Regions from separate parts of the Sus scrofa genome. Here all the other regions are linked to region 3. A link is a contact called in public Hi-C and HiChIP or PLAC-seq data. All regions are on one chromosome and are shown on one strand. Each heading gives the region's core, a stretch centred on a gene start, on an enhancer-like site or on the middle of the called end of the contact. The rest is flanking DNA. Distances are from core to core; before and after follow the strand shown.

What was found. Hi-C and Micro-C count contacts between places; a contact is called where the count stands out from the background. HiChIP or PLAC-seq counts read pairs in DNA pulled down with a chosen protein or histone mark.
Region 1: a Hi-C map of retroperitoneal adipose tissue shows a contact between it and region 3, with 2.2 times the contacts expected there. The contact joins two enhancer-like sites. A contact is called at or near these places in 6 of 47 Hi-C or Micro-C datasets (alveolar macrophages, embryonic fibroblasts, mesenteric adipose tissue and 3 more) and 2 of 2 datasets of contacts at active chromatin or transcription factors (alveolar macrophages and skeletal muscle).
Region 2: a contact with region 3 is called in an H3K27ac HiChIP or PLAC-seq map of alveolar macrophages. The contact joins two enhancer-like sites. A contact is called at or near these places in 10 of 47 Hi-C or Micro-C datasets (adipocytes, embryonic fibroblasts, epiblast stem cells and 5 more) and 2 of 2 datasets of contacts at active chromatin or transcription factors (alveolar macrophages and skeletal muscle).
Region 4: a Hi-C map of liver shows a contact between it and region 3, with 5 times the contacts expected there. The contact joins two enhancer-like sites. A contact is called at or near these places in 1 of 47 Hi-C or Micro-C datasets (liver) and 2 of 2 datasets of contacts at active chromatin or transcription factors (alveolar macrophages and skeletal muscle).

The regions. Positions count from the first base shown.
Region 1 is chr3:94,239,593-94,242,338 of Sscrofa11.1, forward strand. The region is part of intron 1 of EPAS1 (endothelial PAS domain protein 1); the gene reads right to left. Among named protein-coding and RNA genes, the nearest start is that of EPAS1, 13 kb to the right of the region's middle. Within about 2 kb of position 1,284, at least 9 of the 83 cell types and tissues checked have an H3K27ac peak or open chromatin away from gene starts, as enhancers often do. A contact at or near this core is called in retroperitoneal adipose tissue, where this site is marked.
Region 2 is chr3:94,205,664-94,208,363 of Sscrofa11.1, forward strand. The region is part of intron 1 of EPAS1 (endothelial PAS domain protein 1); the gene reads right to left. Among named protein-coding and RNA genes, the nearest start is that of EPAS1, 47 kb to the right of the region's middle. Within about 2 kb of position 1,263, at least 6 of the 83 cell types and tissues checked have an H3K27ac peak or open chromatin away from gene starts, as enhancers often do. A contact at or near this core is called in alveolar macrophages, where this site is marked.
Region 3 is chr3:94,454,255-94,457,099 of Sscrofa11.1, forward strand. All of the region lies in intron 11 of PRKCE (protein kinase C epsilon type), which reads right to left. Among named protein-coding and RNA genes, the nearest start is that of EPAS1, 200 kb to the left of the region's middle. Within about 2 kb of position 1,382, at least 23 of the 83 cell types and tissues checked have an H3K27ac peak or open chromatin away from gene starts, as enhancers often do. A contact at or near this core is called in alveolar macrophages, liver and retroperitoneal adipose tissue, where this site is marked.
Region 4 is chr3:94,298,128-94,300,827 of Sscrofa11.1, forward strand. The region is part of intron 1 of LOC106509830 (a long non-coding RNA gene); the gene reads right to left. Among named protein-coding and RNA genes, the nearest start is that of EPAS1, 46 kb to the left of the region's middle. Within about 2 kb of position 1,319, at least 9 of the 83 cell types and tissues checked have an H3K27ac peak or open chromatin away from gene starts, as enhancers often do. A contact at or near this core is called in liver, where this site is marked.

The DNA of each region.
Region 1 (2,746 bases), core at 34-2,533, 210 kb before region 3:
CAGAAGATCCAACTCCAGGAGAATTAAGTTACGTCATTCCCCTTGTCATGTCTGGAGCCATACAAGAGCTACAGGTGGCCCAGAATCACAAGGCTTATGTCGATTCTGAGTGTGGAAAATGGTTCGAATGTGCTCGCATGAATGACCCGGGAAAGAAAGAATCAACAGTCACGGTCCCCTCAGACTCCTCTCGGCCCTCTCTGCGTGCTCTGGTCACCAGGACTTCTCCGTGACCCGCAGCCTCCGTGACCACACCACCGCCAAGTGCATCACCTCACCGACCCAAGTGGGAGAAACAATTTGCTAGGAGTTTAGCAGAGGCATAATTGTTATTTTTCAAGGGTACTTATACTTTGGAAAGAAAAAGAAAAGAAAGAAAAAGAAAAACCACAGAGGAATAGACATGGGAGTTCACAGGTTTCCTACCCTGACGGTGTCATCCCAGGTCAGCCTGGTGCAGCTTGGTTATTTATTTACTTATTTTTTGTCATTTTAGGGCCACACCCGCAGCGTATGGAAGTTCCCAGGCTAGGGGTCGAATAGGAGCTGCACCTGCTAGCCTATGCCTCAGACACAGCAACGCAGGATCCCAGCCGCATCTGTGACCTACACCACAGCCCACAGCAACGCCAGAGGCTTAACCCACTGAGTGAGGCCAGGGATCGAACCTGCGTCCTCATGCATCCTAATCGGGTTCATTATCACTGAGCCATGACGGGAACTCCCAGCTTGGTTATTTAGATGACCCTCCTTTCCTGTCTGGGGACTCACCTGGAACTGTGGTTAAGGAGACGCCAGACCCGCTTTCTAGCTCTGTTGAGATTCTCATAAGCACCACTCCCTGGCCTATGGGCTTTCTTAGGATGTCCCTGAAGCCACCTCCCCGGGACTGCCTGAGGCCCAGACAACCCCTAGGGCTGGCTGCACTGGGCTCTCTGCTCTCTGCTGCCCGCCCTCCAGGACAAGGAAGGGTCCACCCACCTGGCTCCAGCGGGCCCTTGCTGGGCTCAGGCCCAAGGTTTAGCAGCCGGCACAGAGCGGGCATCTATCTCAATGTGAACAAACCAATGAACAATGCAATCCTCCTTGGGATGGGGAACCATTTCCCAGCTCGACAACCATGTACTGATCCCTGAGGGGTTGGGAAAGTAAGAAAAGATGAGTCCTGCAGTTGTCACAATGAGATTAAATTCCAAGCCAAGAGCTTTCAGAAGCAGCAGCCTCCCTCGAAGTACCATTGGACAGGGTGTGCTCAAGTGACTTGCTTGGCCTTTGCTGGTCCCCGGTGTGGGAACTTCTCCAGGGGTTTGGGATCTCTGGCCAAGGCCCTGCTCACAAGTGTCCAGCCATGACCTCAAGCGCTTTTAAATACCTCCAGGAGAAAGGTTATGCCTGCTGGGGGAGGGAAGGGCCCTAGCTTCCCTACCCAGGGGGCCCTGGAAAGATGGCTCCTCTTTTCTCTGGCTTCATCTGTCCAAGAACTCCAGAGTTCAGACTTTAGGGAATGTGCAGCCATACACACGAGAGGAGAAGGTCAGGGAACAGCTGAGCTGCAGCTCTGTGCAGGGAATGCAGTTACCAGGGACCAGTAAACACTGACAAAAAGCATGGCTGTCTCTCTCCCTACAAAGAGTAGAGCATTGAAGGGCCTGTCTATCTTTCAACAGATTGAAAAACCTAGACTCTGCAATGACCAAGGGCAAGAGGGGATAGAGCGAAAGTCCCTCTCAAATTACGAAGGGGACAGAGGCTTTACCATCAAAATGAGAACACAGAATGAGGGCACCACACCCCTCCACAGAGCCTGATGAAGATACTTTAGAATATAGTAAGCTGTCCCCTCCCTGTGCCCCCACTCTGGGTGCCGGGAGGCATGTATTACCCTCAGAAGTGGTACAGAAGAAATATATTCCACAGCAATCTGGGCACATTTGCAGATTACTGACTTCCTAAGGGATGCAGGGGGACGTTCTTCGCCTTTGAGGTCATTCTTATGAAGGACAACCACGGCACTCGCCAACCGCCCACTGCTGCTCACACCACAGCCAGGTTTCATCTCTTGTTGGAAGATAACAGAGGTACCCTAAGCAGCTCCCTTAGGTTCTAAAATTCCCAAGAGAAGCAGGTCCTGCTCCTGTGACCCCAAGGCAGCCCTAAAAGTCCTGCACAACGTGACCTAAGAAGAACTGTCCCTGACCTCCCAATACCAGCCTGGGCCTGGTCTCCATCTCCCATCCATTAACGGAGCTCTGGAGGGAGCCCGCCCACCAGCTCTGGCCCACACACCCTGATTATTCCTACCTCCACATTTGACTCCAGCTGCTCTCCGCCACGAGAATGTCCATGCCCATCCGCCTATCCAACTTCTATCTAATCTTCAAGACCTAGATCTCAATGTCCCTCCATTAAACCTCCCTCTCATCTATGCTGATCACTTCCTTTTCTACCTATTCACAACACACAGGATCTATTTACTCTTATTTACACTCAATTACTATCAATCTTCCACAGTTTGCTCAAATGTGTTATCTGAGCTAGCTCTAGCTTTCTAACAAGATAGCAGCATCATAAAGATGGGGCTAGGACAACCATTAACATAAACCATCTCGTGCTATTTGAAACAAATCCCTTAGCAATCCCTGGACTCACCAACTAGATTATAAGCCCCCTGAGTGCAAGGTCCCTCTAATGGCTTTTTGTAACCTCACTACGTAGTAGCATGGCACCTGAATTTATTTGGTGGGTA
Region 2 (2,700 bases), core at 13-2,512, 250 kb before region 3:
CGGTCTGAGCAAAGGCTGGCTGATTAAGTCAATCAACTGGCAGTGCCTGGGACCTGGTCCTGGGCTATCAGGGGGCTGGGGTGAATGCCCACAGATGGAGAGGGAGGTGTGAGGAAGCTGTGGCCAGGGGCCCGGACGGCTGTATTAAAGCCTCTGGAGAACAAGATGAAGAACTGCTTCTGGATAAATGCTCTTAGAAATAAAGAAGCCCAGTACTGGACCCTAGATCCCACTTCATATCAGAGAGTGATTTCTGCCATAAAAATCAAAAATGCCACTAGCGTCCAAGAACAGCTGGCCAGACACCCGTGAGCCTGGTGTCCCAAAGCGCACACCTGCCGAGGGTTAAAAAGCATTGTGCACAAAACACGTTGCCTTTCTCATCCTGCCAGCACAGGCTACCAGCCGGTCTCCTGCTCATTGTCCTTCTCTCCGCAGGACAGAGGTCCACTTGCCTGCTCGTGCACATGTATAGTATTTAACCTGTTTGGCCTCAATTTGCTCATCTATAAAATGGTAATACAGCATTGCTCCATAGAGTTAAAGTGAGGATTGGATAGGATACATTATGTGTAGTCTTTATTTGGCACCAGGCTGATCCCAATGGTAGCAGTCGATGTTAGCCAGTATCAATAACAACTCTATCTAGGAAAAGATGATCATATAAATAGAAATGTTACAGAAGAGTAGACGGCAATCAGATTTCTGCAGAAACGCATTACGCAAAACACTTATACATTACATAGGAAAAAGTCTAACAATCTAATAAAATACGAATAACTATTATTCTTACAGCTATCACATGTATGACATGGTACTTATTATATTCCAGGGACTGTTTTAAGCACTACTGCACTGGCTTCATTATATAATTCTGACAACTACCCTTGGAAGTAGTTATTATTATGATCCCGAATTGACAGAGGAGAAAGCAAGTCCACAGAGGCTTCGTACAGTAGTCCCCTCTTTTTAATGTAATCTATTTTTTCTGTTTTTGCCTGTAAAGGCATGGGGAAGTCTCTAGGCCAGGGACTGAACCAGCACCAGAGCGGCGACGCAAGCTGCAGAGGTGACAACACCGGATCCTTAACCCACTGAGCCACAAGGGAACTCTATAGCAGTCCCCTCCTATCTGCAGGGGATTCGTTGCAAGCCCCCCCAGGGAATGCTTGAAAAATGGACAGCATCAAACGAACCCTATACATACTATGTTTTCTCCTCCATTAGTGGGCAAGTAGCATATATAGCACAAATATGCTGGACAAAGGGATGAGTCACGTCCTGGGTGGGACAGTGGCAGATTTCATCACGCTACTCAGAGTGGCATGCAACTTAAAACTTATGAATTGTTTATTTCTAGAATTTTCCACGTAATATTTTCCGACTGGGATTGACTGTGGGCATGGAAACTGTGGATAAGAGGGGGCTGCTGTAATTCATCTGCAGCCTCTCCTCAGGTGAATGGGGAAGTGGGTCTTTGTACCAGGCAGGTGGGCCCCAGAATCCATCAGTGACTGTCCTGCCTCTGTCCTCAAAAGCGTTAGCAGTTTCAGGTTAGTGAGGTTAGGAGGAATTTTTTTTTTTTTTTCTTAGTGCGAATCTGTATTTTTCTTATGCTTCTATAAAAAAAAACCTGTATTGCTTGTTTAATAAACAAGTTTGTTTTTTTTTTAAAAGTGTCCGATGCAGTCCTTGGCTCAAGGCCTCACCTAACCAGCTCCAGCTTGCTCTGTCTGTCCTGCCTCCTGAGATTTCCAAACCAGGGGCTGCTGCTCCTTTTGTTTGGCTTTGCAGCCTGTTATCTGGACAGAAAATCAGTATTTTGGGATTCCCGGAATGTTGACATGCCGCCTCTCAAGCCCCTCAAGATTTGGGGCAGAGGCACTGTTTTGACTTTACAACACGCCTCATTTTAAAAAACAGAACATCCAGCTCCTTGGATGGATTAAGCATCATATACTCAGGCTGCAGGAAGAATGTTCAACAGCTGTGGATGGTCAGGAAGAACCTTCAGGAAAATTGTGAAATGGGTGAGACTGTTTTCTTTTTTTTTCTTTTTTTTTTTTTTTTTTCGGTCCTATCTCCCTTTTCTGTTTCCTTTACCCACCTTCTGTTTCCTCTTCTGCCCCTGACTTCCAGCTCTGAGTGAAAACTCTCGGCCCTGCACCCCACCCAGCCCCACACCCTCAGAGCCTGCCCTTAGGATCATTTGGCTTTTGCACTGGCCTGTAGTGGCAGTTTGCATATTAGCCCCTCCCATTTGCCTTTTAATCTTGACTCTGATTGTGGAACAAAAGCAGCTGTTCAAGGTTTACAGGTATCCTTGTAAACCTTGGAAGGGAGGGGAAAGAAGACAGGATGCTGTAACTATGCCCATCACGCCTGTGTGTCTTGAGAGCCAGGTAAAGGAGCACCGACCCATGCGCTCCTCCACAGAAGCATGGGCAATACAGGGCCAGCCATTAGGGGCATCTGGAGAAGGCCTCCTGGGGCGAAAGAGCCACCAGCACAGGCTGCGACACTGACACCCTCACCTGCATGCACAGCACTCCCCTTTGTGTGCCCCTCCCCTCCTTTTCCAGGGCCACACACCCCAGAGGCGTATGGAAGTTCCCAGGCTAGGGATCTAATTGGAGCTGCAGCTGCTAGCCTAGGCCACAGCCACAGAAACTCAGGATCTGAGCTGAGTCTGCGACCTAC
Region 3 (2,845 bases), core at 132-2,631:
AAATCCTGAGTCTGTAGGTCTAGCCTGAGACCTGAGGTTCTGCATATCTAACAAGCTCCCAGGTGGTCCAGTGCTGCTAGTCTAGGGATTCCACTTCGAGCAGCTCAGGCTGGTAGTCTAAACTTGACCCGCTCTCACTATTTTCTACTTGAGCTGATTTCTTTTCACATGGCAACCCCTCCTTGCCCTTGGTCACTCCTAAAACGTCTTGGCGACTCTTCCCCAAGGCCCTCCTCTGCATGCATCAGACACTTCCTGTTCTCTTCCTCCTTGGTGATGCCTTTTCTAAGGAAGAGGGTATTTAGAAAACTCCCTCCTATGAATTCATGGCAGTAACTGAAGCACCCATGTGACGATTAATCATATCCTGTACATTATATCTTTATGCCATTGGCTTACACTGTGAAGGCAGAGAGGGTTATTTAACCCAGTGTTATTCTTCTACCCTACTTCTTCAATTGGACTGTCTCAGTCCTTAAGAGAATATCTTATTGATTGCATATAACAGTCAGTCAGTTAACAATGACTGAATAATTAGACTTATCGATAGATATAGATAATATGATCTTGGTTCTGCTTAGCTAATAACATTGTCTGATTTACCAAGATGGGTGAGTGCCATTACCACAGACAAGCTGATTCAACACTGTTTTATGTGCTTGGTTCTCTGAGCGGCCTGAGGTCTGCTTCTGAATCCCTTCCTGGACCTAACAGAGCCCGGGTGCTTAGCGATTAGATGGCTAATTACATGAATGGCTCACCCTAACCAACTACCTTCTCCTCATCCTAGATAGAAATCAGCTAAGGTTTATACACATTCATGACCCTATTTTTAAGAATTCCACAGGGGGAATCTAGCCATCAATGATATCGAGCACAGGCAAACCACCACAGTCTCACATGAATAAGAAAAATAAAAGATTTTTCAATGGCCTTCTGACTAATTCCTTACTTAGTGAAATAATCAGGGAGTTGGTAGGAAACCCTGCTCTCAACCACAGTATTATGTAAAAAATGTGCATTCTCTTGCAATACTGCCTTCTAAACAATCCAATGCCAGGAAACTCTAAACAAATGCCTGGAAAGGGGGCATATTTCCAGATTCACATGACTTTTACTGTTCCTCTGTGTTGCGTCAGATTCTCGGTTTGCCAAGTAGGAGGAGAGCTAAGAAACTATTAAGAAGTGAACTTGCTCCCTGAGGCTGGGCAATCCAGGGACTCTGGGCTCCCAGGCTCTGCTCAACTAACTGGAAGTTTGGTGCACTCACTTTATGAAAGCCAGTCAGTCTCTGGCGGGTACTTTTTTTTAGCATCTCCTAGATGTGTGCCTCCACCACGTAAGCTGCTCATTCTCCATCCTTCTCCCGGAACTCCGAGACGTGTCTACCTTGGCAATTCTATGTGAGGCTGCATTTGGAACCGTGTGGGCTGAGCCTAAATCTGAGTATCTGAACATGTGGAAGTGCAGGGCTTGAAGAGAGCACACAGCTCGCTGCCTTGGGCTGAGAGATACCCTCTCACCTCTGCCTCCTAGGCATGGCTGAAACTGCTTCTCAGGGCTCTAAGCCACAGCTTTAGTACCATTATTTTCTCATGAAACCACTGCTGGAGCCAAATAGTGGGATGGACAAGGGCTCACTATCTAGGACACTCATCCGTCTGGCATTTGTTCAAATATGAGATTGTGATACCTTCAATAGGAGCAAACCGGAAATGGATCTTCATAAAGAAGCACATTGCTTAGCCAATTAAAAGTCAAACACACAGACATTTGTAATTGAAAACACACATCTTTAAGCACATCGACAGCACCCATCTATGTGGCAAATGTGCTAATCGAAATTACCCTTATCTTTTTTTTTTCCATCACAGAAGGTCCTGCGGAAACTCTACCTGGCAGGGATCTGTGAGCAGTTCTAACTCCTGTCATCCCTTTGAACACATTCCATAAAATTCAGATTTACCACCAATTCTACTTGCCCAAATTAGTTCTCCTTTGCTGTGTATCTGTCTGGATAAGATGAAACTCTGGCAAAGTCGTTAAAACAGAAGCACTTACAAAGAGCTCCCCACCAACCCAAAGGCAGACTTCACAGAGCTAACTCCTTCCTTTCCCTCTGTGAAGCCCTCCACCAAGTTCCCACGTACTTACAACCCAGGGTCAGCCAGTGACAACAGTTGCCTGTAGCTTAATAGCACAGCGAGAAACTTCTGCCCTGCTCTGATCATCCAAATGGAAAATTTATGAGATACAGACAGATCAGTTCACAGACTATGCCCTGAGCACTAGAAATAACTTATTTGCACAATTCATTTGAACAAAATGTACTGAGTAACATAAAGTGGTACAATGAATAGAAGCCTAAGATTTCCAGTTGGAGATGGTTCCCTGCCTCTTTCCCAGAGACCAGAAAATCAAGATGCAACCTATGGCCTTGGCCAATTCAACCTCTCCTTATCTATTTCCATTCATAAATTTGGGGGGAAAGAAAGGAAGGGCAGGAAAGCCAGATCTAAATAAAGGCAGGTGACTCTTATTACTGCAACGTTTCCTTTGGGGTGACTTCAGCCTGGCCGGCTCTCAGATGGGTGTGCTGGCGCGACAGAGGGGAAACAACGAAACACGGGAAAGGAAGTTCAGCAGTGCCTCCCCTTCGCCCAATCTTGTACTGGGCTATATCTTCTCCCCGCAGACCCCTGAAGCCCCTTACCACCTCCATGTGCTTCCTCTAGGTCACAGCCTGCTCCTCCTACATTCATTCTCTCGAGGGAAACCCCAAAATTTAAATGGTTGAGCTCACCTCATCCATCCCTTTGGAATGTCTGTGAAATGGGAATCTCTG
Region 4 (2,700 bases), core at 69-2,568, 160 kb before region 3:
AAATACTGGAACTGGGGACTGTGCTCTTCACAAAAAGCAGAGCACTGGCAGTCTACAACACGCATGCAAACCAGCACAGACCTAAGCTCTCTGATGCAGCTCCATGGGGAAGAGCCCGGCCACTTTCTTCCACATGGCCTCAGTTTCCTTCTCTGTACAGAAGGTTGTATTACATTATTTCCCAAAGTCCATTTCAGCTGTGATTTTTTAAAAAATGATTGAGCATCTACTGTGTGCCATGAGTTTTCCCATACTGTATCTCATTTAAGTTGTCAAGAGCTCAGGTTTTACACATGAGGATTTGGAGGCTGAAGAAGGCTGAGTCACAAGCCTAGGCAACAGGTGAATCAAGGTTTGGGGGTATTCCTGAGTACAAGGATAGTGGGCTTTAATCCATACAGGCAGAAAGCAGATTCGTGCTTTTAGGGTTTGGGAGGAGTGCAGGATAGAAAGGGACTGTGTGACGGGTACAAGGTGATGAGAATATTCTGGAAGTAGACACTGGTGATGGCTGTACAACATTGTGCATGTACCAAAAGCCACTGAATTCCACACTTGAAAATGGTTTAAATGGTGACTGTGATGTTTTGTGAATTTTTCTTCAATAGTTTATGAAAAAAAAGAGAGAAAAGTATGCTTTTCTTTAAATTATGTTGACTTTCTGGTCAAAGATAAAACTAAAATTCAATCAGAAATGTGAGCAGATTGTGGACAGATTTTTCTCATTATTCTTCACTAAAGTGAAAACTTGGAAATAACCTAAATATCCAACAATAGGAAATTAGTTAAATAACTTGTGAGATAGCCAATGAGGGAATGTTATGGAGCTATTCCAAATTATGTCTTAAAAGAATTTTTGATGACACAGAAATGTGCTCATGATATAATGTTAAAGGAAAGAGAACAGGATGCAGCATCATACATAATTACATACAGTGCACGTGTGTGTGCTTAAAAAAGAGCTTTGTATGGAAATATGCCAAACTCTTAACATTGGAGAGCTCTGGGTTCGGGGATTATGGGTTATTTGTTTTCTTCTCTGTACTTTAGTGCATATTCCAAGTTTTCTCTAGTAAGCATTTGTTACTTTTATAATTAAAAAAAGTACAGTAAAAGTTATTAAAACAAATTTAGCGAAATTTTCCCTGTACTCTCTCTGGCTCTGGGCATAGTTCCCAGGACCTCTCCTCTCCCCCGCACCCTGCCCAGATAAATAACAAGCAGATAAATATTTCCAAAGGTCCCGATCTCAGATGCTGCCCAGTTCCAGCAGCAAATTAAAGGGACACTGCCCCGCTCCCAGGCCCAGAACTAGTTACAGCCCTGGAATGCCCTATTTTTCCGGTTGGAAGGCCTAGAGCTCCCCTCAGGGATCCAGATGGGCCCTAGGGGAGGCAGCTAGTATCCAGAGCATAGAAAGGGGCGTGGGTGCAGAAGCCTCCCCCCCCCTACCCGTCACCTCATGTTCAAGGCAAGGAATGTCCTGTCAAAAGGCTAACACAAGACTGATCTCAGTCATTGACACCTCAGTGTGACTAAGCTTGCCAGTTTCCTGAGAATGGGTGGATAAGAAGAGACGGAAGACATATCCCCAAGAAAAATGACAAAATCCAAGTTAAATTTCTTTAGCTCCTTGGGCACTGACTCTGAGCAGTGACTTTTATAAACAGGCAAAATTAGCAAGGATTGAGGTCATTTCAGAGGCAGAGATACTCAGCCCTAACTGCGCACAGAAAAAGCTGGGAAGCTTTTTAAAAAGACTGATGCCCAGCACCACCCCCAGAGAGTCTGATATGATTGATCTCAGGTGGGGCCAGATGTTCAGGACTTTTTAAAATGCACCTGAGACTCCAGCCAGGCTTGAGAAGCACTGGATTTTTCTTCTTCTAACCGCTCTTTATCGTTAAGAATAATTTAAAGAGTGCTGCTAATAAGAGCATTTATAGCACCTGACAATAATTGACTCCTTTTCTGAGAAATAATTCAAGATGGGGAAAAAAAAAAAAAGAAAATCTATGTTGCACTTGGGCATAATCAGGATTCATAGCCTTAGACCCAATCACCCTGCTGTTACGAAGAAAGCCAAAGACAACATCAGAGATGCAAAGAAAGACTTATTTGAAAATACGTTATCTGTAACATAAGCATTTTGAAACAGCATTATCTGTTGTTTTTGATTCCTTGAAACATCGTTATGTGATGTGAATTTTAGTTTTATCTTTGACCAGAAAGTCAACATGATTTAGAGAAAACATACTTTTTTTTGTAAATTATTGAAGAAAAATTCATATAACATCAACCTGTATCAAAAACAACATTATCTTCTGTTGTTTTTGATTCTTTGAAACCTGGTACAAGTTGAGGTTGGTCAAGAAACCAGGGAGACAAATAACCTTAAACTTAATACTGAATTTTTAGACTTGGCATGGAGGGTAGGTTTATACCTCTCTTTAGGTTAGGTCCTTCTATTTGCAAATAGAGGAGACATATTTAGGCTTTTCAAAAACCTAACAGGAAAAAACCTCAAATGAACTAAAAAGCTAAGTCTCAGGGAGCCTGAACCATCCAATGGAAAATATTTCACTGTTTAGGATACCACATAGCTACAGTGACATGGTCATGTAGCCATCTCCCTGGCAAGGCTGCTGAAGCTCCTCAGTCAAATGCCATTATTATGATGACTGGGCCACTCTCTGTCCT